Regions from separate parts of the Arabidopsis thaliana genome. Here region 1 is linked to region 2. A link is a contact called in public ChIA-PET data. All regions are on one chromosome and are shown on one strand. The core of a region is the stretch at or near the end of the contact, and the rest is flanking DNA. Distances in the headings are between cores, read along the strand shown. Region 1 holds the start of AT2G06000 (Pentatricopeptide repeat (PPR) superfamily protein). Region 2 holds the start of RIPK (Protein kinase superfamily protein).

The links. ChIA-PET counts read pairs in DNA pulled down with a chosen protein or histone mark.
Region 1: a contact with region 2 is called in an H3K4me3 ChIA-PET map of shoot, with 12 read pairs. The contact joins the promoter of AT2G06000 here to the promoter of RIPK in region 2. A contact is called at or near these places in 2 of 26 Hi-C or Micro-C datasets (root and shoot) and 1 of 2 datasets of contacts at active chromatin or transcription factors (shoot).

What each region holds. Positions count from the first base shown.
Region 1 is chr2:2,328,002-2,331,976 of TAIR10.1, reverse strand. It overlaps AT2G06000 (Pentatricopeptide repeat (PPR) superfamily protein), which reads left to right and starts at 2,104. Exons shown (of 2, transcript NM_201700.3): 1 at 2,104-3,975. The coding sequence starts at 2,367. It also overlaps AT2G06002.
Region 2 is chr2:2,287,112-2,291,183 of TAIR10.1, reverse strand. RIPK (Protein kinase superfamily protein) reads left to right here and starts at 1,548. Exons shown (of 4, transcript NM_126607.3): 1 at 1,548-2,321; 2 at 2,399-2,534; 3 at 2,639-2,775; 4 at 2,963-3,946. The coding sequence starts at 1,914. The coding sequence ends at 3,670.

The DNA of each region.
Region 1 (3,975 bases), core at 855-3,354, 40 kb before region 2:
ACTCGACCAACTTACCCGAATGCCCACTCCTAAGCGGTAGGCTTTAAACCTTTTTTTTCTTCTTTCTCATAAATAGTATTTTTTTTATTCTTCAACAACAAAAGATTTTAGACTTATTATAGAGTTAGCTAAAACAAATACTTTTTCTATTTTTTGCTTAACATCAACTTTTCATTAACCAATTCACAAGTACAAGTCATTCGACCACAACATATTTTAACCAAATACAATGAATCAGTCTACTATCACCTTGAAACACTAAAATGGATTCAACGCTACCCAACCGAAATTCACTGTATTTTCTAACCACAACGAGATGAATTACACCACGACTCTAAGTGAAATCATCTCTTAAACCACGTAAAGGTGAGAAGAGAGAGAGGTCTGCTTGGTAGACTTTAAACTATCGATGTAATAATATAAATATTATAAATATGATATTATAAATAAATAAAATTATTTATAGCAAAATAAAAGTATCAAATCTTTTTTTTTTCCGATAAAAGTATTTTTCTTTATTGATATAATCCAACCACTATTACACGTGATACTAAAAACAAACTCAGCACAAATACATCATCTCATTAGCAGCAAGGACACGTGGATATGTGATCCTTATCTCTTACGCCAAAGTTTGTGTTATCGGTATCTCAACAGTACCACCGTCGTTTCAAGTAAACCATCGATCCTCCATGACAGCTTCATCACTCCTGTGAATCTGCCATTTTGCTCTACAAAATCTCTACTATAAATGGTGCTCCACTTCAGATATAACAAACTAACCAATGATCGAATCCTAAGAAGAACCTAGAAATGAAAACTTTCACAAGTTGTAGTTTAATCTAAATTCTTCAAGAACAACAACGATCTTTACAAAGAGAAATCAAAATCTCTATTGATATAAAATTCTTTCCAGATATGCCTAATTGAGATTTCAAATCAAAGGATTGAGAACACCGATTTGGGTTGAAACAGACTCTACTAGTTGATTAAAACAAAAAAAAACAGAGATTAGACTTGAAAACAAAATTCAGCCCTTCAAAACCAAGTAACCTTGAGAAGCGGGAGGAGAAGGAAATCCCAAAAAGATATCGGTACTAAGAACAATGATTATTGAAAGAAAACATAAATACGGCACCAAAGTAAGCCATATACACCTGAACCAAAGTCGGATTCTAATGGAAATTAAATCCGGATAAAATAAATACGGTAATGGAACACCGTAACGAAAGCCGAATTCCTCGGACGGCTAGACTAACGGCACAACCGGACCTTATCCGGATACTAAAACCAGCAAACCTACCGGACGGCGAGATAAAAGAAGGAAAACTCTCTTTGAATAATTTTAGAGAGAGAAGAGAGAGAAGTAAAGAAAATATCAAATCATAAACATTAATTTGCAAAAAAACATTTGTTTAATTTATATCAAAATATATATTGTGTTAAGACTTATAATTTAAATTTATATAGTTATAAATGGAAAAAATACAATGAAATAAAACTTACATAATTTTAGGTGGTCGAAACGGTTGTCTACGCAACCCCTTAAACTGTTTTTTATAATTATCTTCAAACATAATTTCTTACAATTATCTTTTTCTATTTTCAAATTTTTTCAATGAAAATTTTGTTTTCCATGCGCCAAAATCTAAGGTTGTTAAAATTGACATGTGTCATGATCTCGTGAGTTACTATAATTTTCAAAACCGTATTTTATATAATAAGATACTATTACATAATCTATAGCAAAAAATATTAGAAAAATGTGAAAATTATCAATTTTTTTGAAAAACAATTTAAGTTTAACATTTTAGTAAAATAAAATAAAATAATAAAAAGTATAGTTGTTTTTAAACACAATTTTAATTATATTTTAAAAAATTTCAAAAATAATAAGATACATTTAGATTCGCTTATCTCATCTATCCCGCCTAAACGCGCCTAAATACCGTCTAATCCGTTTTATGTCTGCATTGTCCGCCAAATCTACTTCACCGCTTAATGGATCCGATTTTTTAAAAAATAAAACGGTACAGGAGCGCCTAGCGTCTTGACGGACACCTAGTCCGCTTTTAAAGAGTTACTTCACTCTGTGAATCAAAACAGAGACCTTGAGCCCAAACATATGACTGAAAACAGTTGTCTTGTATAGACTCTGAAATCGTGAAATGGTACAAAGACTCTTAATCATTTAGCGGGTTTAACTATTAAAAGCCTCTAGCTCCTCTAGAAGGTTCTATTGTTCCTTCCTTGGTAAACGTTTCAGTTTCACACACTCTCATCTGAAAAAAAAAAATACAGATGAGATTGACCAAAACAAGCCCTAGCTTAAGCTCAATCTCCGCCGCCGATATTCTCACGCCGGTATGATTCGAACAACATTCGCGACCGCCATCGCTCATTTCCACACGCATTCTCATGGAGGAGCTCAAGCTCGTCCTCTACAGAACAACACACGAGAAGTAATCCATTGTCCTGAAGCTTGGTTAGTCAAAATCGTATCTACTTTGTTCGTGTACAGAGTTCCAGATTCAGATCTCTGTTTCTGTTACTTAAGCAAGAATCTAAATCCGTTTATCTCCTTTGAGGTTGTGAAGAAATTGGATAACAATCCTCACATAGGGTTTCGATTTTGGGAGTTTAGTAGATTCAAATTGAACATTCGTCATTCGTTTTGGACTTATAATTTGCTAACGAGATCTCTTTGTAAAGCCGGTTTGCACGATTTAGCCGGTCAGATGTTTGAGTGTATGAAGAGCGATGGGGTTTCTCCGAATAATCGGTTATTAGGGTTCTTAGTGTCTTCGTTTGCTGAGAAAGGTAAGCTCCATTTCGCTACTGCGTTGCTTCTTCAGTCTTTTGAGGTTGAAGGATGTTGTATGGTGGTGAATAGTTTGTTGAATACTTTGGTGAAGTTGGATCGTGTGGAAGATGCGATGAAGCTTTTTGATGAACATTTGAGATTTCAGTCTTGTAATGATACAAAGACGTTTAACATTTTGATTCGAGGTTTGTGCGGCGTAGGGAAAGCGGAGAAAGCGTTAGAGCTTTTGGGTGTGATGAGTGGTTTTGGTTGTGAGCCTGACATTGTTACGTATAATACTCTTATTCAGGGGTTTTGCAAGAGTAATGAGTTGAACAAAGCGAGTGAGATGTTTAAAGATGTTAAGTCGGGTAGTGTTTGCTCTCCTGATGTTGTTACATATACTTCGATGATCTCAGGGTACTGCAAAGCTGGGAAGATGCGTGAAGCGTCGAGTTTGTTAGATGATATGCTTCGTTTGGGGATATATCCAACTAATGTGACTTTTAATGTCCTCGTTGATGGTTATGCGAAAGCTGGTGAGATGCTTACTGCTGAAGAAATTCGTGGGAAAATGATTTCTTTTGGCTGTTTCCCGGATGTAGTGACGTTTACTTCCTTAATTGATGGATATTGTAGAGTAGGACAAGTGAGCCAAGGTTTTAGGCTTTGGGAAGAAATGAATGCCAGAGGAATGTTTCCTAATGCATTTACCTATTCTATTCTTATCAATGCGCTCTGTAACGAGAATAGGCTGCTCAAGGCTCGTGAACTTCTGGGGCAGTTAGCTAGTAAGGACATTATTCCACAACCATTTATGTACAACCCTGTCATTGATGGGTTTTGTAAAGCTGGAAAGGTCAATGAGGCAAATGTTATTGTGGAAGAGATGGAGAAGAAGAAATGCAAACCAGATAAGATCACATTTACGATTCTTATAATCGGGCATTGCATGAAAGGAAGGATGTTTGAAGCAGTTAGCATTTTCCACAAAATGGTTGCGATAGGTTGTTCACCGGATAAGATTACTGTGAGTTCTTTGTTATCTTGTCTTCTTAAGGCTGGTATGGCTAAGGAGGCCTATCACTTAAACCAGATAGCACGTAAAGGCCAAAGTAATAACGTGGTACCTCTAGAGACGAAAACCGCAAATGCGACTCTGGCTGCCTGCT
Region 2 (4,072 bases), core at 299-2,798:
TCCCAAAGTCTCTATTTGGAAGATAGTCATTGCATAGTTCGAAAAAGTGAGGAGGACTACAACAAAAGATAGTCTCTGCATTCATAGGTTTGAACTATTTCTTTATTAAAAAAAAAAAAAAATAGTTAGAAGACAAAAAGTAAAATATAATGGGAAAAACAAATCTTATAATTCATGGGGTTTCCAGAACTTTAGTTCATAATATTTCTTAGTATCCAAAGTTTGATTTTAGGTACTCCAATTTAAAGAATAAGTGAATAATTTCGTAGATAGTATATGTAATCCAAAAGATACTATCACTAGACCATTGTTCCTTTGGTAAAATTGGAAATAGTTTAAAACAAGAAGAATTTCATAGACAATATGTAATTTTAATAACAGTTTGATAGGAAACAATAATTTTCAATTACTATCCATCTATCCTTTTTAGAATCGAGATACAGTAAACCCTCGATAAACTAATAATATTGGAACCGTGAAATTTTATTAATTTATCGATGTATTAATTTATCAATAAATTAATTATAGATATTTTAGGCTAATTTTGTAATTTTAAATACTTTATGTTTTAAAAAAATACTTATGTATAATTATTATTTTTTTAGAACTAATTACAACTAATAAAAAAATATTATGTATAGAAAACAACAAAAAAGATTTTGAATATAGTAAAAATATTAAAAATGAACTTTAGAAATAATGTAAACTAAAAATATATAGCAGAGTCGTATTTCACCAAAATTTTCATTTATAATATATTAAAAAATTTATACAATTATTAGTTTATCGAGTATTAATTTATAGAGGTTTTATGTATGCTGTATATTTAACGAATACATCTTTTAAATCATATATATGAAAGCACGGGATTATGCGGTTTCATCAACACACTCAAAACTTTTACCTATGAGTAAAAATTAACAAACAATATACAGTGCTTAATAAGAAATATATAGTTTTCATCCTTCATAATACAAACTCTCCTATAAAATAATATTTGTAGAAAAGAATAATAATTTTTAAATATATTAAAAAAAAAAAAAAAATAACAAAATCCGGCGGGTAGCGCGGACACTCACCTAGTAAAGCTTAAAACTTAAAGGATATTCCATGGGAATTAATATGTGATGGTTATTTAATTTGATTCCATCAAATAGTTAACAGAATTTAAGCTGTATATTTAATTTCGTAAATGAAAATATGTTATTATTTTTTTACTGAAATCGTGTGATTATTACCAAAACTAGTAGTCAATTTTGACTGGTACAAACCACCACCCTATCCAGCTTGTAACTACTAAAAATGATGAAAACAAAATAGAAGCACACATACAAAATAGCTTTATTATTGTTTCTTTTAAATTCATACTCAAACTCTCAAATTCGAAGAAAATACTAAACAAAATTATTATTTTATCAGAAACTTCTTTTTGGCGTCATTGCATCAGAATCACATGTTTATGGTCCATTGACGTAAAAAGATAACACGTTAGAGAAAGAGGGCAAAAGCTGTCATCGTCTACAATTTTGGAAGCACCCCACCACTGACTAAAAAATCAACTCGTTAATAATTTTCTTAGAAACTACTATCAACAAAGAATAAAATAAGCATGTGTTATAAAATTAGGGTGATTTATTTCAATGTCAATATAAAGCCACCCCAATAGAATGAGTTTTTCTTTGTGTTAAAGGAGTAGCAATAGTAGTAGTAGTAGGTGAATTTGAATTGAAATTAGTAATCTATAAAGTCTTCTTCTTCTTCTATCTCTCCTCGTGACCATTAAAAACCGAGTTATTATATTTATAACATAAAACTTTATATTATAAAGTCTTCTTCTCATTTTCTTTAAAAACCATTCCATCTCTCATTGCAAACCAAACAAGAAGAAGAAAAGAAACACAAAATCAACAACAATGGCGGTGAAGAAGAAAGTTTCATGGAGATCACTAATCGTTGGATGTTTAGGAGATCCAGAAACCCTAATGGCATCTTCAAAGAAACCTAAAAGAAAAAATGACGTCATCAAGAAACAGAGCTCTTTTCAAAGACTATCGATACTTGATATGAGCAATCCAAGTTCCAACACTTTGTCAGAAGATCTATCGATTTCTTTGGCCGGATCAGATCTTCATGTGTTTACCCTAGCGGAGCTTAAAGTCATTACACAAAGCTTTTCATCGACCAATTTTCTAGGTGAAGGTGGGTTTGGTCCTGTTCATAAGGGTTTCATTGATGATAAGCTACGTCCTGGTCTTAAAGCTCAGCCTGTTGCTGTTAAATTGCTTGATCTTGAAGGTCTTCAAGGTCACCGTGAATGGCTGGTTAGTATCTTTTCTAAAAATATTCCTTTTTTTTTAATTGGTCTTTTTTCTTATATTGGATTTAATCTTCTTTTCAGACGGAAGTTATGTTTTTGGGACAATTGAAGCACAAAAATTTGGTGAAATTGATTGGTTATTGTTGTGAGGAAGAACATAGAACTCTTGTTTATGAGTTCATGCCTCGTGGAAGCTTAGAGAATCAACTTTTCAGAAGTAAGGCTCATTCTCTTTCTCTATGTTTTCTTATTCAGATAAATATATTTTTGGAACTAATCTTATGACAAGTGTTTCTAAGCGACTTTGGATTAATCTTTCAGGATACTCTGCCTCGCTTCCATGGTCAACAAGAATGAAGATCGCTCATGGAGCTGCAACAGGACTTCAATTTCTACACGAAGCTGAAAATCCTGTTATCTATCGGGATTTCAAAGCCTCCAATATCTTGTTAGATTCCGTAAGTAACAAAAAATCCAACCCGATTTTTACTCTTAAAGTCTCTACAGTCAAAGTTTTTACAGTCAAATTTCTTACAGCAAAAGCGTTTACAACCGAAATTAACAGTCGTTACCAATCAGCCCTTATTTTCCAATTTATAATTCCTAAAGTTCTAAAGAAGCTCCTATACCAAATCTTGTTTTCAGGATTACACGGCGAAACTCTCTGACTTCGGGTTAGCCAAAGACGGACCAGAAGGAGACGACACTCATGTGTCAACTCGAGTGATGGGCACACAAGGCTACGCAGCTCCTGAATACATCATGACCGGTCATTTAACAGCAAGAAGTGACGTATACAGCTTTGGAGTTGTGTTGCTAGAGCTTTTGACCGGACGGAGATCAGTAGACAAAAAGAGATCATCGAGGGAACAAAACCTTGTGGACTGGGCTCGTCCAATGCTCAATGACCCACGTAAACTATCTCGAATCATGGACCCGAGACTTGAAGGTCAGTACTCAGAGACAGGAGCAAGAAAAGCAGCAACATTGGCTTACCAATGCTTAAGCCATCGACCCAAGAACCGGCCATGTATGAGTGCCGTCGTCTCTATACTCAATGATCTTAAAGACTATAATGATATTCCTATGGGGACTTTCACTTACACGGTGCCAAACACTCCGGACAATAAAGAAGATGATGGTCGTGTTGGTAATAAGCCACGTAAGAGTAGTCATCATCATCATCATCAACAACAACAAAGTAATCATCCCCGGTCGTCTCCATCTCCGACAACCAAGTCTCCATCTCCCACGGCCAAGTCGCCGAGGAATTCAACGGAAAATCACCGGAGAACGTTGAGAAATGGAGTGAATTCGCCGTTGAGAAGTGAGGCAGGTGGGGAACGGTACTAAGTTTTTCTAGTCACACCAACTCTTAAAATTCATTTTTTTTCCTTTAATCTAATGTAAATAATTCATACGTTTGTCTTTTCGTAATGTAAGAATATATAATTATATTTTTTTTTGTGAAAAATTGAGCTTACTTTGTTTTTTTGTAAGTCTTTTTGTTTTGTTTTGTTTTGTTTTGTTTGATCAAATCAAAAGCAAGAACAAGAAGAGCGGTCCAATATGATATTCTTTTGTTTATGAACATTTCGTCGTCTAACGAAAGACGCGTTATTCACCGTTAGCTTTTGTCCTTCGCATCCTAAATGGAAAATGCTAATTAATAAGTTTTTGATATTATTTTCTTTTATGATTTATGATAATGGACCAATTATATATGCGTTTTTTCAAAATCAAGTAGTGTTAGTC